Regions from separate parts of the Lactuca sativa genome. Here region 1 is linked to region 2. Evidence: chromatin contacts called from public Hi-C data. All regions are on one chromosome and are shown on one strand. The core of a region is the stretch at or near the end of the contact, and the rest is flanking DNA. Distances in the headings are between cores, read along the strand shown.

Region 1 (2,700 bases), core at 119-2,618, 140 kb before region 2:
CAAGGCGTTTGTTTGGGAGGGGAGTAATGATATGACTCGCCGATTAGGTCAACATTATCGACTAATTAGTAACTATTTAATTATTTATTCAAATTAGGTAGTAGCTATCTTTATTTAAAATTAGGATATCTATTAGTCTCTTTTAAATTTATGGTAGGATTATCTAGTAACACTTATATATAGGGTTTCGATATGTCTTTTTGATTATTGATGGAATAAGAATTATAGAGTTTTACTTTGTTTTGGGAGAATCCCTATTTCTGTGTCCCGAATAACAAGTTTTATCAGTTAGACATGGAAATAGCGTCTTGGCCTGACAAGAATCCAGCTCACATGTAACTCTATGGTAAACATTGTCTTCTTCAACTGTAAACTCGATTATGTTGAATTAATGAAAATAAATTAATTGATATTTTTAATTATAATTAATTTTTGAAATTAGATATGCTAATATTTTTAAAAATCTTATTGACAAATTATGCATGAAAGTATAAGCTAAACAATTTTTTTATTTTTTTATATTTTTGAAAGGGAACTTATCTAACAAAGGTTTTCGTGACATTAATTTTGCAATCATTTCTAAAAAGTATATCAAAACCCCCTAAATCTAAATTTTGATCTTAAGATCCTACAACGAAAATTGATATCGATCACATTAAGATTTATATGAATCAAGATTCATATTAGGATATTAAGATTTAACTCAATACCATCTTACATATTTAGTTTTTTTTATTGTATCTATAATCAAAGTCTCAAACATTCGTACTTCAATTTGTACTTCAATTTGAGTCGAACATCACAGGTTGAAAAAAGAATTAATGTTGTCATCATCACTTCATCCAATAATCATGAATTCCAAAGAACATCATGACACTTATTATCATTGCGATGTTATGCCTTTTCTTGGAGATACTTATTATCATTGCGATGTTATGCCTTTTCTTGGAGATGCTCATAGTGATCTTGTTTTTTTTTTTTTTTTTTTTTGCTCAAGATTTTTTATTCCGAATTTTTACGGTTTGCAAGACTAAGAATTATGATTATTGCTTAAAAAGTTAATTATCAATGTCTTAATCGACATCAAGTATAATAAGTGTTGCACAAATAAGACATTGCAACTAAATTTAAATAGTGGTTAATTTTTTGTAGGATAACCATACCAATTGTGATCTTCCAAAATATAAAATAAATCTAAACAAGATTGATCTCAATTTTAACAACATAAATATTGAGCATAAATTTAATATCGAATATAAAATAATAGAATTATCCGAACATAATGTATAAGAGAACATTTTATGGAATATACTTTTGTGGAATTCTGTCCATTTTGTGATATATTGAGTTCGTCTAATAAAACCTTATGTATCGTTTCCGACTTCCGTACCCTTCCTGTCTATCTTTCTCCCGTCTTAATATAAAACAAAAATAAGAAAACCGACAAAAAAAAAAAAAAAATTTGCCCTCGTCTTCACAGGCACTTCGCCTCCATTTCTTGATAAATTACGAAGAACTCTGCCCCAAATCTTGGTTTCTCAAGGTAAATTTACGGTGTTTTCTTTTGAATATCGATTATTGTTGCTGGTTGTTTGACCAAGATTTGTTGGATTTTGTAACTCCGAATTATTAAATTAATTGTCTTGCAATTGGGAACACGAGTTCTCGATTTTGATTCAAGCATATGGAAATCTGGTTTGTTTGGACCAATTTAGCATTTGGCTGATTGATTATCATGTAATTTTTATGGGGTTTGTAGCATGATTTGAAATCTTGATGCTTTGTGATGATAGCAATTGTGTAATCTGGACTCATAAACACCAACAGAAAGAAAGATTTGGGTGTGCTGATTGTAAATCCTACTCAAGCTTTTACAACGATCTTAGTTTCATTTGCAAGATTATAACTTGTGTCAAAGGTTTACTTTTTAGGATTTTCGAATCGGCTTCTCAATCTATATCTACTCATACATTATAATACATTAGCAAACACCTTTACTTTGTTCTTTATGTCGTAAATGTTTGATCCAATGCCCAATTCGATTCACTCTAGACTCCAGTATTTAAAGTTTGTTCAAAATATATACCAGAAGACCAAATTTGAATCAAAAGACTTTTATTATTCTTAGAATGCTTACAATGAGAGAAAACCACACAAGGAGGTCATCCTTGGATACAAAGGGCCAAGACCAAATTTGAATCAAATTAAGCATAATGATTTGAAGAACAAGTTAACACCTCGTTCCCAAGTTTAACAAAAGAAAAGAAAAGCAAGTTTAACAAAAGAAAAGAAAAGAAGAGAAAAGAAAGTCACGTGAGAAAAGAAGAGAAAGGAAAGGAAAACAAAATTTTCTTTCGTGTTCCCGAGTTGGAGAGAAGTGGAAAGAAAGTGAATCATTTTGTTCTTTCTTTCCAAATCCTCCCAAATCGGAAGGAAAGTTAGGAGGGAAAGTGATCCTCCCATTTCCCTCCACTTCCCTCCTTTAATGAAACTCGGGAACACCAATTTCTTTTATTTTCTTCTCATTTCCACTCATTTCTTTTCCTTTCTCTCGTTAAGTTGAACTCGGGAACGGGGTGTAAGTATAGCTAGATAATTTGACACTTTCTTCTTACCTGATTGAAGGGTTTTGTTTCTTTTGAATATTGTTTGCAGGTTGCAAGATCATTCATTGACTCCAAATAATAATGTCAGTTCTCA
Region 2 (2,721 bases), core at 205-2,704:
TAGGTTTTAAAGGCCATTTAAGATGTTCAACTCATCCATTAAGTCCTTAATCACATAAGATACGTGTCCAAACTTTCCAAAAAGCATTTAGGGGTACTATTGATCTCTAAAAATGTAAACTTTATGGACATGCATGCCCCATGCATGTCCTTCCTCAAATCTAGGTCAAAAGAGGAAAAGGGGACCCAAATCTCATGCAAGATTTCCAAATCACAACAAATTCTTAGATCTATGAAATATAAGGTCATCGGGACTCCTAAGAGTCATAAGTTGCAAACTTTATCTCTTTGCTCCACTCAAAATCCAATGAAAGAGTTTATTAATCAAAATAACTTTAGATCTCTAAGGAAAAGATAAAAACTAGATCAAGATCCTTACAAAATGTCCAACAAGATGCTTTCAGAAGTTGGGGAGTGTTTTGCTGGTCTCTTGCACAAAATCTTCCTCTACTTCTTTCAAAATCACCAAAAGCTAGCAAATGAGCTCTAAGAGCTTCAATAACATAAGGGTTATGGTTTCTGAGGGTTTGAGAGTGATGGAGGTTGATGGTGAATAAACCCTCGCCTCCTTATTCCTTTAAATAAGGTGTAAAGCCCGAAAATTATGGTTTTATTAAAATCAATTGTCACGTCATGACATCTATGGCCACGCCATGATGGGTCTTTTAAATCCCGCAATCTTTGAAAACATTGTCACGTCGTGGCCACCCAGAATGAAGACTTATAGTATGATGGATTATTTCATACATGAAGCGGGTGTTACAGAAGGAGACATACGACCATTCTTAGGGTTATTAAAGGATCACTCAAATTGGAAAAAAAATGAAAATACTTGTAAATGCAAGGCACACGAGAGGTTAAAATTGTGAAGCAATACAAAATGTTAACTCGAAGACAAGTATGTAACATATTTTAAATTAGAGGATCATCTAAGATTAAAAAAAAATTAACATCAAGACATACAAATTACTCCAAACATAAAGAACGTGATTTACTTTTATTTTTGCAATTAACATGTTAACAAATAAAAGTTCTCACAAACTATCATGAACATACTTGCTATCTCCTGAAATGTAAGTCAGTCATCTTCCTATTTTTTCTATTAAATCCTCATCTCTTAAAAATCTACTTCATTTCAACTTGACCTGCGATTTTCATGTCGTATTGAAATTGACCACATAACATATAATTTCTTTAAAAGAATTTGGTAAGTTGAATAAAATAAAACACACTTATCCACCTTTTTTGTTTTAGACACTCTCTCACCTCATCTCGAAATCCGTGGGGAATCAAACACACACACATATAGATACAGAATTCTGTACGTATATCCCACGAACACACACCATCATTTACCAATTATCGATCATCTCTCAGTTTTCCCCAATCCATTTTGGGATTTGCATCTCCCTGTTTTCCAACTAGGGTTTCGTTTTTCCTCCGATCGACGAACCATGAAAGTTCACCCAACACCCAATAGGCGAAACATCACCGTGCGATACGATTTCGCCTCTCAATCCAACGCCGCCGACGTTATTTGCCGGCAAAAGAAGCTCCGGCGACTCCCTCATATCTTCGCCAAAGTCCTGGAGCTCCCTTTTTACTCCGACGCCGACGTCTCCATCCAAGAAACATCTGATTCGCTCAAATTTGTCGTCGATACAGACGACGACATCGGCACCGATATTGCTGCTCACACGATCGAGATCTACCCCGGCGTTACTAAAATCGTTGTAGGGGGGAGGCGAGTGGTTAATAGTTGCGCAAATCCGGTTAATGAGCTTGCGCTTGACGTGTGGCGGTTCCGGCTTCCGGCGTCTACGCAGCCGGAGCTTGCGACTGCATCGTTTACCGACGGAGAGCTTGTAGTTGTTGTGCCGAAAGATGTTAATTTGGATGGAAATCAGGGAGATCTTTGGGATGAAGGTAACGAAACAGGGCAATTTGTTCTTGTACAGTAATCGAAATATTTTACCTAGTTATTATTATGTTTCTTGAGTCAAATGTGATGAAATTGCTGATTTCTGATCCTCAAGCTATATGTTTCTGAATACTTCTGTTACTTATGATGATATCATCTTCTTCTCCATTGGGTTTTCAAGTCTTTTTTATTAATTTTAATCCATTAGGTGCTACTTTATGGTTTCTTTCATGATAATGATCTTATTTGGGAGCTTATTGACATTGATAGAATCATTGTCAATCATACAAAAAAGCAATCAAAATCTAGTCAATTTGGTGCATAATGCTCAGTCTTAAAAGTGATCAGGTGGTATTGAAGATTCAGAATCAGATAATTAGCTCTAATAGAACAAGCCTTTGCTACTTAGGTTTGTAATCATCACCTTTTGATAGTGACACAGTGTTAGGTATTTGGAAAGTTGTAGCTATATGAGAAAGTAATAAATAGAATAAGGGTATATATATTATTTTACTCTAATCAATTTTGTTGTGGCTACTATCAAATGATTATTTAACCTCCAAAAAATTAGAAAATTCTAAGCAAAAGTACAATTTTGCTTCCATTTTTGTCTCTAATTTGTATATGTGGTTTGCTTTCGCCTCAACCCTGCTTTGTTAATGCAATGGGTACTTATAAGCCCCTGATTGCTACAACCATAGCAATTTAAAGGTTAGGTTAAATGCATGAAATAAGAAAAGAAATTAAAAATATAATGCTATAACAAAAGGATATAAAAATACACGAATAAATAAAAGTACA

What was found. A called contact is a pair of places that touch in the nucleus more often than the background predicts.
Region 1: a contact with region 2 is called in a Hi-C map of leaf, with 4 times the contacts expected there. The contact joins the promoter of LOC111921669 here to the promoter of LOC111921657 in region 2. A contact is called at or near these places in 2 of 4 Hi-C or Micro-C datasets (leaf and seed).

The regions. Positions count from the first base shown.
Region 1 is chr9:8,593,090-8,595,789 of Lsat_Salinas_v11, reverse strand. It overlaps LOC111921669 (F-box/kelch-repeat protein SKIP30), which reads left to right and starts at 1,368. Exons shown (of 2, transcript XM_023917250.3): 1 at 1,368-1,543; 2 at 2,656-2,700. The coding sequence starts at 2,688.
Region 2 is chr9:8,448,857-8,451,577 of Lsat_Salinas_v11, reverse strand. LOC111921657 reads left to right here and starts at 1,454. Exons shown (of 1, transcript XM_023917238.1): 1 at 1,454-1,960. The coding sequence starts at 1,454. The coding sequence ends at 1,960.